Linked DNA regions of Danio rerio: regions 1 and 2 are each linked to region 3. A link is a contact called in public Micro-C data. All regions are on one chromosome and are shown on one strand. Each heading gives the region's core, a stretch centred on a gene start, on an enhancer-like site or on the middle of the called end of the contact. The rest is flanking DNA. Distances are from core to core; before and after follow the strand shown.

Region 1 (4,433 bases), core at 1,468-3,967, 69 kb after region 3:
CCATGGGGCTGTGGTGATTATAGCAGATAAAAATTAAATACATGCTGTTTTAAAAACGTTTTAAACTTATAAAACTGATAAAAATCACAGAGTTGCAACAAATATTTTAATGCCAGTTTTTTTGCAAAAAAAAAGTTTTGTGGACGTGTATACATGTTATTATAGAAACATGGCACCTTCAAATCAGTTCAGTGGTTAAGGAAAACTGCACTTCTACATCACATTGCTGTGGGCCTCAAAATGGGAGGGATTTGGATCCTATTTTAATGTCAGGAAATTTAAAATAGAGATTTTTTTGTGTTTATATCAGTCCAATATGACTGTGGACACATTATACCTACACACAGTTCTGTCCAAACAGCTTACAAGAGATGATTTTCATCATAGGTGCCCTTTAAATCCCCCTCAGAAATAATTAGTCTGAAAAGGACACACAAATTTTTTAAAATAGCCATTAACTATTTGGGAACACCATGAATTTATTAAAAGGCTTGCTCCATGTTTCTTTCCTACTTCAGTATTTGTTGTTTTTGTCATGGATCTTCAGGTATCTGCTGAGAGCGAAATCAATAAGATGACCAATGCCAACCTGGCCGTTGTGTTTGGGCCCAACTTGCTGTGGGCGCAGGATGCTTCCATGACCCTCAGCGCTATCGGACCAATCAACAACTTCACCCGCGTCCTGCTCGACCTTCATCAGGACGTCTTCATCCAGTGAGGAGCAGGAGAACGTTTTCACTCCGTTTTGCTACGGTGTCCCATCCTTTGTGTCTCCCTCAGTATTGCCAAAAGCATGAGTATTTTAACTGGGTGAAGCTACGCAAAAAAAACAAAACAAAAAGGATCCTGAAGGGCACAGAGCAGTCAAGCTTTCACTCAAACTTAGGCTGTGATCAAATTTCGACAATCGTCTCCTGTTCTCACGAAGCTGCTATCAGACATAATGGTACTGCGCAGGCACACAAGTTTTATACGGTCTTTTAGCAGAGACCCGATCAATAAACCAACAAAGAGATTTTATTTTTCATTCTTTTGTGGTAGCTCATCCAAGAAAGTCAGATTTCAACTAAATGCACACGTTTTGTAAGCCATAGCTTGCACAAAGCTATGGACAAGTTTAAAGCACTACTACTCAAACTTGAAACACTTATTTTAAACACGCTTCTTATGTCATATAGTATGCGATGTTATGTATTGTCGCCAAGAGCTTTCATTTATTTGATCATATCATTATATTATTATTATTATTATTTCCTGTAGTCTCTTTCATCTTTTTTTTTTGATGGCTCAGTGGTTCCAGGAACAGGGCAGATGCTTTTATGGCCAGCAAACATTTCCTGATGCTGAATCAGATTGCAAGAAGCACTCTGGTATTTATAATTCTTTGATCTTTGATCATAAATATATATATATATATATATATATATATATATATATATATATATATATATATATATTAGGGTTGTCACAATACTGGAATTTGACATTAATCGGTGCTGAAATTTTTCCAGACGTCCATTTATAGCGAACATTTAAGCGCTGTTTAGCCATTTTTAAACGCAGCTGAATTTGTTGTGTTCATGTCATTAATGACAACAGAAATGACTGTTATTGGCTGTTAAGGTCATCAGTTCACCGAACTCACTGCTGTTTACTGTGTGTAACCACAGATACAGGGACACTGGAAAATTTTAAAGCTGTGATGTTCACTTATAGACAAACCAGCTGATCGACGTGACTTTGAAACACTCCTGTGTCCCTGTATCTGTGGTTGCGCTTAGTAAACAGTCATGAGTTCGGTGAACCGATGACATTCATAGCCAACCACAGTCATTTCTGTTGAGCACGTGAACATGATGGCAAATCAGCGCTGTTTAAGAAGGTGCTCGACAAATGTTCCCGTTTTTAAAATTTTAGTACCTATTGGTATCGGAATTTCAGTATCGTGACAAGCCTAATATATCTAAATATCTCTGCCAACATTCCCCCTTCTTTCTGAATGTGTGTATTTTGTGTGTATGTGTGGTCTGTTGAGTACTGCTGTTGTATTAATAGCCCCAGACATATTTATTTTGGCCAAAGACTATATTGTTAAATGCTTGTGTGGTCAATTTTATTTGTAACTAAAAGACGTACTGCCTGTCGGGGACAGTGCCATTACGCAAGGGCGCATTAAAAGAGTCACCTAAATAAAAAAAATAATAATAGTGAAGAACAATTTTTAAGACATTTTGTCCTGTTAGTAAAATTGTGCTTTTATCTGTGAGGAAACATATCAATGTGCGATTAGTTATTACCAGTGTCTTGAGTACATAAAAAAAAATGAATTAAAAAAACACAAGTACAGAAGCAGTTTTATCACAGGGCTCTGTTTGTGAAGGTCGACATTTCCCTTCGCATGAATTCCATGATTAATGGACACAAACGGTCTGGATTTCGCACAAAGGAGGCTTGTTTCATGGGTCTGACGTCCAAAAGAACCTTAAAGCAGGTACTTGGGTACTGATAATTTAGCACTAATGAGTTGTGTGTCATATGCCTTGATATTTGAATTGTAACTGTTTACTGTAAACGTCCCGTTCATGTCAATCCATCCGTTGAGCATTGACATGTGGACCAGTGGCTTAAATAGTTTTAGACAAGCTCCCTCAAACCCAAGTGTCTGTGTGCCTTACTGGAGTGAACTGGCGATGATCTATATTAGCTGTTGATTCCCCTTCTCTGGACAGATCTGTGAACTTTGTGCCATTTTGTTGTGTGCGTATCCAAACATCGACCTGTTTACCTGTGCTGTAGACGTGCATTTCTGGTTTCCAGGTGGAACTTTGCATTACTTCTTTTGTGAAGGTTCTTTTCTTCCATTTTGGCTGTTGAAATGTATTCTGTGCTTTTGAACTCTGTACTTTTGTATATCATGTTGTGAATTCAGAGTAATAAATTGATAGAGATGGTGTACCGTTTTTTTCCCCCTCTTTGTCTTTTTATTGGCTTTGGGACAAACCATGTGGTGAGCAAGTAAAAATACCCTATTCACTCTTTGATTGTTTTTACTTCTTTTAGATAATGTATTCTTTTGAAACAATCATTGCTACCAACATTCTCTAGAACAGGGGTGCCCAAACTTGATCATGGAGTGCCGGTGTCAAGCAAAGTTTAGTTACGATCCCAATAAGACACACCTGGGCTGGCTAATCAAGCTTTGCAGTCACACTAGAGCAGAGGTGTCAAACTCAATTCCTGGAGGGCCGAAGCCCTGCACAGATTAGTTCCAACCCTGCTTCAACACACTTTACCTGTAGGTTTCAAACAAGCCTGAAGGACTCAATTAGTTTGATCAGGTGTGTTTAATTAGGGTTGGAACTAAACTGCAGAGCTGCGGCCCTTTTGGAACTGAGTTTGACACCTGTGCACTAGAGTTTATGCGTGTGAAATTCTGTAGTACGGTGCTGTAAAAAAGGGGCAGGATTAAACAAAATGATTAGACATTTTTAAAAAAGCGAGCGATTGCTCCATATTTTAAATTCCTGTCCAGAGAAGTCATGTTTTGATCCTCGATTGGTCTCACGCAGTCAAGTACTGCGATTTGGCGATCGAGCTTGCGTTTCAAGTCTGACCTATTCACATGCGTCTGAATGGAAGTCTATGGGGAGAAAAGTCCAGTGTGACCCAGTCTACGGTGTTACCGCAGCCTTAGGCTTTCTCAAAACATCCTTGCAAGTGTGTTGAGGCAAGTTGGAGCTAAAATCTGCAGGACACCGGTCCTCCTGGACTGAGTTTGGACACCCCTGCTCTAGAAAGTTTTAAATAGACACATACATTTTACAAATAAAAACAGGAATACATTTACAGAAAGACAGTCAACAGAGAGCAAATACATATCTTACAATGAAATATCACATGGCTCAAAGCCAGGACTTCCTGTTTTAAATTAAAATTACAAATAACAATTAATAAATAGAGAGAATTAAATTAATCCAAATAAAGTGTCCAATTAAATTATTCACAAAACATTTGAGAAAGAAAAAATGTCCAAATTTGGATAAAATTGTTCTATCGCAATTTCTCTGTGCTTAAGTGTATAAAACAATAAAATACTCTTGACTTTTATTTAGATTATTTCACACTTTAAACCTTGTTGAGAAATGGGAATCAAAATAAACCTGAACCTACAAAATAACTAGCATTTTGAAGCCGCACTGTGATCCTTAAAGGGATAGTTCACCCAAAAATGAAACCTCATCATTTACTTACACTTAGTTATTTATGAATTTCCATCTTCTGTTGAACACAAAACAAGATAATGCTGGAAGAAAAGCAGCCATTCACATCCATAATAGGAGCAAAAAAAAAAATTTCAATAGAAGTGAATGGCTGTTTTTTCCAACATTCTCTAGAATTTTTTTCCTTTTGTGTTCAACAGAAGAAAGAAACTC
Region 2 (4,609 bases), core at 576-3,075, 110 kb after region 3:
TTGTAAATGTCAGCAAAGATGCAGAGATAGGTCATAATATGATAATGGCAAAATGGTGAATATGTAGTAGGTCTGCTTGCATTCTCATTACACACATAAATACAGAAAAGTCTAATTACTTTCTACTCACTCGTGAGAGTATGCTATTATGGAAGCAGTCAACCTCTGAGCTTTAAACTGGTATTTTAAAATGTAAAAAAAATATATATTTTAAACACTCAACATTAATCTCTTTTTGCATCCCTTTCACTGCTTTGAAGTGGAGTCCTGTGACATTCATTCTGTTTCTGTAAGTTTATGTGTGAGAAGTCATACGTGCCTATTTATGGGCTTCGTGTTCATTCTGATTAATTGAACTTGTCTAGTATTATTAAGTCAAGCTTAAAATGGCAGATGATGCACCATGTGGCAGATGATCTGTGTCTTGTGACTTGATATTTTGATGCTCTTTTGATCCAATTTCATTTTGATATGTGCCTCTCTGGGACTCAAATGTCATGTGGGAGCAGAACAAATTATATGGTGTTTTTGTTTTTATTATAGACTGCCATTTTTAGACGTTCTCTGTCCTGGAAGAGTGTAAAGTTCACTCTGAAGTAAATGTTTTCAAATGGGTTATAAGAAAGTCTATTCCATCGATATGAGTGTTCATATCTATTAATTACATCAATGCGAAATTGATCTACAGAGGAATAACAGGCTATTTAATTTACAATTTTATTTAGCAAAAATGGTAAAAATAAATAAATACAAATTGATCAAATGCTCCAGTAATATCCAGTGTCCTCAACAGAAAAAATTCATGAAGTTATATATTCAAATAACTTACACATGGATTTGAATTCTATGAGAAAAGGTAAACAGACATCAGGCAACACACAAGATTAATTATAAGAATAAAAAAACAAACATACAAAATGTATAAAAGTAAAATGAAACAGAAACGGCAATACACATCCCTTTTAAAAACTATGAAAGAATCTAGACACTTTTAATACAACAAATTGATGTAAAATGTGTTCTCAATTTATAGTTAAGGACTTTAGATTACAGACTGATATTTTCAGCTCGCAATAATCCGTCCTTGATTTTATTTTTGAGGGTTTCATCAACCTGAATGAGGTAACAGCATGAGGTGTAAGAATGTGACTCTTCATAAGCATAATTATGCGTACGTTGAAAACGTGAACAAAAGCCTGAGCTCTCAGTAAACACTATAACATCTGACAATCAGATTTCGCACACTTCAGGACACTATACCCAATTCTCGTGTGTAAGGGACATGAATGAGGAGACACAGTAGATTCCCATCTATCTCATCAGAGAACATCTGTCACAGAAGCACTGTCAGTCCTACTAGCCACATCTGGCCTTAGGATTCTTGGCCCTAAAGACGGGAGATGACATTTGCAAATGTCACATCTGATGAGCGTTTATGTAAGGGCTCTTTTCCCTTTTCTTTCTTCTTTTTTTTTCAATGCACAAGAAAACCTGACATACCAATAAACCACCAAACAGAACGCAGCTTTCCTGCGTGTCACTTTGGAATTTTCACAATTGTGACAAAATATGTTGTAGTATAATTTTTTCATCAGACAAAACATGTGAATACTAGATGGAATAAAATTAAAATGAGGGGTACATACCCAGATCATCATCCTGGGATGGAATCATTTAACCAAAAGTAAGTTCTTAGAAAGGTGAACAAACAAACCAGCAATTCATATTGTGTTTTGACAGAAGACGCAAGCACTTCAGAAAGCACTTTCCTAACGTGTAGTGGTCGGATTCGCTATACTGTCCTCACTAACACAACCACACCGGATGACAAAGTAGGTTCTGTTTCCGAAAAGGGGGGAGAAAAAAAGCACACTCTAAGACACCGACAAGTCATAACACTACGGTGAAACAGCCTAACATAGTCTATAGAACTTAAGGCAACCAATACACAGAGGCTACTGCAGGCTAGAGCTGCATGTTCAGGATCGAAAACACTCACGAACCTGAAACGAAGATATAAACACTGGAGATATTTCTGTCTTTTATCAAAAGCGACGCACCCCATGTGTGTTTGACACCGCTGTGTTTCTGGATTATTTCTTGTGCTTTTCTATTTTTATTTAAACACTATGAAAGCAGTGTCGTCTTGGCACATGATACAGTGTTCAAGCTACCGCGGCTGAATCTCTGGTGTTTGAAGTGGTCTGGCGTGTTTGTCTGTGCTTGTTCATGTTCAGTCACACACTGGAAAGCACACAGTGGTGAGAAAGAGCTCTGATATGATAGAGAAATGCAAAATGTGAAACAGAAAAAAGAAGCAAAGCTCCTAAGAAACAATGGTGGAGTAGTTGCACTAGGCATGCTGTGTTGTGCTTTTGGACAGCTTTCAGAACAGTGTTATTATCGCCTAGTAAAGTGACTCCATGTGTGTTAAAACGATACAGAACAGAAGCCCTTAAATTGGCCCATAAGCATAACGTTACTGGCACACCGGTTTTATGGGATATTTCTGACTGCATGATTCCTCGTAAGTCATTGGACAAGGCATGAGACCCCTGCTACAGTCTGGGTAAAAACAAAAACATAATCAAATCAATGTGGAAATGGAGAAGGATGAGAGAGAACCGCGCTCTCAGTAAATCACATCTGTTCAGTAGATAAGGCATGGTCAGAATTTACCTCACAGACACTTCAGGACCGACACTACGAATACTACTCTACTACTCTTAAATATCTATTTTAATGTTCAGAGTAACGTAAAAGAACAGTTCCCTGTGGCATCGATTATTTGGCAGAACAGAACTACGGATTTTTTTAATAAGAAGGAAATTATAAATAAGGTCATGTGTAAAAAATAGCAAAACATATTTACAGAAATGTTCGATTTTTTTTTCTTTAAAAACACCACAAAATAGACAAATGCAAATGATACTAGTTAAACCTCCAGCAGAACGCCTGGAAGACCTGTGTTTCTTGTCAGTGTGTGTGTGTGATAAAGACCTGTTTTTGCGCTCCATGTTCCTCTGGAGACGTGACAACTGAAAACTAGACGAAACGACTGCACCTCGGCTGCATTTCACAGACAAAAACAGACGCGTCGTATCGTTTGTCTTAGATCGGAGCTACAGGAACCTGATAGGAAGCTGCACTACTCATCTAGCAGGACGAGACCTTCACCCGATCCAGCCTTCAGAAGCCTTCCCACTCAGAGGTGCTATATGGCAACTGTATCAGGCACACAATGGTGTGATATCTTTAAATTTTATTACTCTTTTCTATATCATTATTCTTTGTAGAAATCTTCTCCGTGTGCATACGTTAGCATACACATTGCTGGTACTTTAGGAACCTTCTTCCTGCATGTAGTAAATGGCACTATGGATTTTCTTTCCCTCATAGATACAAGAGATGAAACGACGACACAAAACAACAACACTGTTAACTGGCACGCTTTAGGCTCCCAACTGCGTTCGACGCTATTTGACGCCCTCCGTCACTTCTGTGAGGGGTACGATGGGGCCGAGGAGGGCCTGTGGGATGACGCTGAGGTCACTGTTGTTTTTGTGTTTTTTCGTGTTCTCCTCCCCTGCGGATACGGTTCCGTTGGAACTGAGAACCGCCAGGTTGCTGCTGCTGTTATTGCTGAAGGCTGCTGCGTTTGTATTTGTGGGTTCGCTCCTGATTCTGGCCGTGCTGTTGATTTGTGTGCTCTCCTCGCTGCCTTCGTCGCACTTTGCGCTTGTAGCTTCCGTGTTATTACTCACGCCGGTCTGGTTTAAGGTTTCGCTAGTGTTTGAGAGGGTTCTGACTATCACCGTAGCCCCCGAGGAGCTTGTTGTGGTATTTGTGTTGTTGTTTGTGTCTGTAGTGGAGCTGCTGGCTTCGGAAGCTCCAATGTGGGACATTTCTCCATTAGCCAAGATGAAAGGAGACAGCTGGATTCCTCTGATCAGATGCACCAGGCCTCTTATTTTGTCGAGTGAATCCTCCATGTCTCTCTGCTGGGCCAGTACGTTATTCTTGCTGTCCATACATTTCTGTGAAGGGAGAGAAGACATAGTACTGCTGACTCATATGACCAAAATCTCATCATTATATAGTTATGGAATAGTGGCCTTCTGGGATAATAAATGAACTCTGGCGGATTAATGCAGCACAGTTACATTTGTAATTTCAGTGGTATGACTCACTGCGCAGATGAATAGTGGATGATATGAACTTCTCTCACCGTTATGGAGTTGCTGAGCTGTCCGACTCTGTGTTCTAGCGTTTCTCTCTCCTGACGCAGTTCTGCACTCCATCTCTTCAGTCGATCCTTTTCTCCCTCTTTAGCTGCAGGGAAATGTGTGTACGTGTGAATCTCAATGCACAAGTTAGACAAACCCCATTCATTTTCCCAATAGAGAAATTGATTTAACAATTCTGTGGAAAGTTGTCTAAACAGATGCACTACGAGCTCTGGGGATATTAAGACTTACGCTATACCATGGCATTGCGCGCACAAACACACACACACACACACTTGTATATGGTTTATGGAGACTCGCCATAGGCATATTGCAATTTATACTGTAAAAACTAGGGATGCTCCTGTCAGGATTTTAGCAGC
Region 3 (4,799 bases), core at 1,797-4,296:
GTGTTACAGGGGGTTATTACAAGATATTTATGACTTGAAAAAAATGCTAATTATGTTGTAAACAATGTTAATGAAGTTTCCATACATGAGTCCTCCCTCGATACAGGGTTAAAACATAAAATAATATCATAATATTAAACTTCAAGCAGATTTTTGAATAATGTTGTAGATGTTTAAACTTTACTTGCAATTCTTTAATAATTTAAGGGATTATCTGTGTCTAATTTACTGAATTATATACATAGGTGAAATGTTGAGTGTATAACTTAAATGGAACAGAAAACTTCCTGAAGAACTTTGACAAACATTCAATCCCTTCAGACTGCAAAGTGGTAAACGTTAAAATGGCGTAAAGCTTCTGACTTTAGGGTAGCTCTAGCTCCTATAAGTATTTAGGAAACTCTAGTTTGACAGCTGTCTAGTTTGACAACTCTATTGTCACAGCTTCCAGCTGACAAACATCATGATTGAGGTAAAGTTGGTTTTATATTTGCACATTAGTTCAGAGACATGCTACTTTTATTGTTTGACATGGTAATTTGAATATTTGGTTTGAAATCACATTTAGGTATTACTTTAAAACAATATTAGCACTTATTAATTCACTGTAAGCAATGATGTGCTTTGATAGTCATTGGCTGCTAATATGTTTACACTATTTGAATTTAGCAAATAATACTTTTCTGAAATGATATTATTAAAGAGAAAGTCAGAATGTGCACATATTAAACCAACTTTACCTTAATAGCGTCACGTAATGCTCAATTTTCAGATCAAAATATTTAGCATCAAAATCACTAACTTATAATCATTGAGGTAAAGTTAGTTTTATATGTGCACATTCTGACTTTCTCCCTAATAATATCATTTCAGAAAAGTATTATTTGCCAATGATAAATAGTGAAATCATATTAGCAACCAATGACTATCAAAGCACAACATTTTTAACAGTGAATTAAATAGCCATACTTGCGACTTCAGAAAAAAATTGTTCAAAGGGAGCATGTCTCTGAATGTGCGAATATAAAACCAGCTTTACCTCAATTTCATAACCATCAGTGCACATACAGTAAACTTGCAGTTGAAGGAGAAATAAAGCTTTAGTGATGTCCATCCGTGCAGTCTCCTATCGCATTCTTACTGTCAACTTACATAAAGTCATGCACTTTCATCTTTAAAGAAAAAGATGCAGGAGATGACCGGTGTAACAGTTCATACTGTGATAGATGTATTTTAATAGTGACTAAAAACGGAGAATATCGCCGTAGAATATGCCTATCAAAAGCACTTGCTAGAGTAAAATCATTTGCTATACCATTAGCTTAGCAAGCTAACTGTGCAGCTGATATTATTCTTCAAGATCATTCAAGGAAGAAACTTGCTTAAATCGTGCTTGCTGTTGCACGGACTAACGGTATGGCTCGAGTGTAATGTCTACCTGATAAGATCTCGGAAGTCCAGGAATGACAGCACCAGAAGTAAGGGATCAGACGGTAAGTTATCCAAGCTGAGCGCTATGGACGTTGCCATCTTGGTGGCGAATGCAGAAGCGAAACTCCGCCCCTTGATGCGATGACAAGAGGGCGTGTCCGCACGCTGTTCTGTTATCAAATACTGCGCACATGTCGCCTGCTTTAACTTGACGATTAACCAAGTGAGGAGATGAGATCGAGATAATGTTTACGATTTTTGTTCTCATTACTTTTATAGAAGAAGTATTAATAAAAAATGAATAAAACTTGTTGCCAATTATAAGATCGACCAAATAGAGTAATGTAGCTAACACATATATAATTTATGTAAATGATGTTTAAAAATTGACTTTGTAATGACTTTTTTAATAAACAATATAAAGCTGCAATATGTAGCCCAGAACAATATTCAACAATGAATAAATAAAAACATTTACAGCAAAACTAAGCACGTCTTGACAGAATCAATGATCCCCATTTTACATTTTTTGTCATTTACCTACTTCTCTGGCAATACTAAATAAAAAACATTATTATTTACCATTGTTAGTTCATTTCTGCAGTTAGGCCTATATATTTGTTATAATAATGAAAATACTTTAAAAACTTTAATAAACAAGTACAATCCTTTAAAGCTGAAATCTTGACTGTAGCAAAATTCAATGGATATTAAGTGGTTATATTTTAAATTATTACACATCTCAAGGCATTTTTATTAATGTGGGAAAAACACACCAACATTATAGTGACACAATGAATCATCAGTGAGAAACACAATTCTTCAGTGGTGTTACCCTGAAGAAAAGTAACACCAGCAGGAGAAACACCAGTGACAATTTTCATTAGAGAATGCAACCCATCATATTATGCTGACTTAATTAAGGAGATGAATCCATTTAAATCTTTTTTTTTTTTTTTTTTTTACAATTCCTTAAGAATAAAGGTCACATCTAGTGTTGGGGAAAGTTACTTTAAAAAGTAATGCATTACAATATTGAGTTACTCCCCCCAAAAGTAACTAGTGTACTTTTTATGGTAAGTATGTGTTACGTTACTTTTCAGTTACTTTTGCCTTACTTTTTCTGAAATGGCTGAAGCTTAATTTCTTTCAGAACTTGCAATTAACAACACACTGTATAACTTACACCCACAATTATCTTTAAAAACACATTAAGGATAATGTTATCTGAGAACTTCCTGAGCCCAGATCTATACACACCATATACAGATTATTGAGTTTAAAGCAATGTTTGCTACTTTTATTTGTCGTAAGTTAAATCACTGTCCATTGAGACAATTCCCTTTTCCTTTTCATCCATGTGTTCAAAATAATGAAGACATTCTCTCATTAACTCTGTGATAAATTGTGACTACTTTCATTTTAATTCAGCATTTTTTTAAGTTTAAAAATTAATTAAACTAAAAAAGTGACTTGCATTAAATTAGAAAAAGTTACTCAAATATTATTACTTATTTTTTCAAAAGTAGTCCGTTACTTTACTCGTTACTTAGAAAGGAATTATACTACGTAACTCGCGTTACTTCTACCTTACCCCAACACTGGTCACACCTCCAGTGTAGCAATTACCTTGTGACTGTGGTGACAAGTAGTTTTGTAGTGATTAGAATTTTACATGTTTAAAGAACAGTTATTGTTACAATGATGCCTCAAAATGGTGCGTTGTAATAGTAAATTGTAAACCTAAAGAGCTTTTCGAGTGTAATATTCTGTTAAGTATAGGAACAGAATTACTGAAATCCACGCCAGTCCAAATAGAGTCCACGTGGCATTGAAAAACATGCAATTTGGTTGTCCTTAAAAATTGGGTAAGTAAACTACCTAAGACTACTTTTTCATAAGTTAATGCCCTAGTAGTTCTACTAAAACGATTCTGTTAAGGTGATTTTTTAAGGCTGTTTAGGTTTTATTATTTTATAGCCTCAAGATGGCGTCACAGGTCTATGTTCTCTCTGGCGTTCTCAAGGTCAAAGCGATCAAACGTTGCAGCCTCATGACAAGCATTTGATTTACAGCTTCATTATTTTAAAGGAATGAATGTCAAACTTAAATATATCTTAAAGAGCAGACCTGGCCTTTTGCCTGATTAAATAACATTAATGTCCAAGCCTATTATTATTTTCTAGCCTATGGTGCTGGCTATCCTATCACTTGAAACCTTTACCATAATCTTTTTATTTCAACAAAGGTTCTTAAAGTGTAAAAAGTTTCTTTAGAAAATACTTTTATTAAGAAATGTTCAATAAGGAAACCCCAAATGTTTCTATATATTTTTCTATATGACACTTTGAAATAAACCATTAATTTTAGAGGCTATAGCACTAGTTGCACTCGAGAGTACATCATCTCAAAATGTAGGCTCATGTAATTATATTAAACATCATATTTTCTAAAAATCTATCTCAATCTTTAAAAGTCAGCATGAAACAGAATTGTGCAGTAGTTTTCTTCTCTACTGTAGTCTGAGTCAATGGCATATTGAACTGGTAAAAATGAGATTAGAAACTGATTAGATCATTAAATTACTATTGCTGTGATCGGTAAGTGACAGGTTGTTTCACCCTTGTTATCAGAGAAGAGATATTGCTGCAAGGTTTAGGAAATTATTATGATTTTTAAAAGGAAGTCACATTAATTTGCCACTGTGATATTCTCTTAAAACTTAAGAATAGTTTTTTTCATACTCTGTAACTCAAAAAGTAGCATGTGGAGCCAACAACATCAAGGCCATGGGTTCAGTTCTCAGGAAACGTGCTAGAATACAATTAAATTGATTTTGGATCATTTTAAATAAAAGAGTGACATTCCCACGCTTCATTCCTCATTATTTTAGGAATCCTTTAATACTGTAAGTGTATTTGAAGCTCTGCTACAGCTCACCCAGCGTGTGAAGGTGAGTCCGCGTAGCTCTGACGTAAAGCCTGACGTTCAGCCACTTGATGGTGAAGGGAGGTGGGCTGCAGTCACAGACTTCTTATAGAGGAGGGGTTGCCATCCATCCAAACCCCTCCCCTTTCATTACCCCATCTCTCTCTCTCTCTCTCTCTCTCTCTCTCTCTCTCTATTCATTCCTTCTGCTCTGTCTGACTGAGTTGGTTTCACACACACACTTACACACGTGCCACTCTATGTGTCTCCTCTCCTCTCTCCTCCTCTGCAAGCATGGAGTCACATCATCACTGAAGTGTGGATTTGCTCCTCTTGTTTTCTCCTCTTCTCTTCATTCGGTGTGTGTGTGTGTGTGTTTGGTTGTCTGTTCCTGGGCAGGAATGCTGGTGTCTGCGACAGCGCTGTTGGGGGCTACGCTG

Evidence for each region. A called contact is a pair of places that touch in the nucleus more often than the background predicts.
Region 1: a Micro-C map of caudal fin shows a contact between it and region 3, with 2.8 times the contacts expected there. The contact joins the enhancer-like site here to the promoter of syt13 in region 3. A contact is called at or near these places in 2 of 18 Hi-C or Micro-C datasets (caudal fin and an unstated tissue).
Region 2: a Micro-C map of caudal fin shows a contact between it and region 3, with 5 times the contacts expected there. The contact joins the enhancer-like site here to the promoter of syt13 in region 3. A contact is called at or near these places in 3 of 18 Hi-C or Micro-C datasets (caudal fin, hematopoietic stem cells and an unstated tissue).

Annotation. Positions count from the first base shown.
Region 1 is chr7:38,998,679-39,003,111 of GRCz12tu, forward strand. arhgap1 (Rho GTPase activating protein 1) reads left to right here. Exons shown (of 13, transcript NM_001017781.1): 13 at 548-830. The coding sequence ends at 718. Among named protein-coding and RNA genes, the nearest start is that of si:dkey-23n7.10, 7.5 kb to the right of the region's middle. Within about 2 kb of position 2,718, at least 3 of the 62 cell types and tissues checked have an H3K27ac peak or open chromatin away from gene starts, as enhancers often do.
Region 2 is chr7:39,036,631-39,041,239 of GRCz12tu, forward strand. It overlaps zgc:110699, which reads left to right. Exons shown (of 7, transcript NM_001020806.1): 7 at 1-2,600. It overlaps phf21aa (PHD finger protein 21Aa), which reads right to left. Exons shown (of 15, transcript NM_001328015.1): 14 at 4,229-4,332; 15 at 704-4,037. The coding sequence ends at 3,477. Among named protein-coding and RNA genes, the nearest start is that of zgc:110699, 11 kb to the left of the region's middle. Within about 2 kb of position 1,826, at least 1 of the 62 cell types and tissues checked has an H3K27ac peak or open chromatin away from gene starts, as enhancers often do. A contact at or near this core is called in caudal fin, where this site is marked.
Region 3 is chr7:38,928,889-38,933,687 of GRCz12tu, forward strand. It overlaps syt13 (synaptotagmin XIII), which reads left to right and starts at 3,047. Exons shown (of 8, transcript NM_001017652.1): 1 at 3,047-3,299; 2 at 4,325-4,384; 3 at 4,759-4,799. The coding sequence starts at 4,761. It overlaps fbxo3 (F-box protein 3), which reads right to left and starts at 1,548. Exons shown (of 11, transcript NR_144396.1): 1 at 1,439-1,548.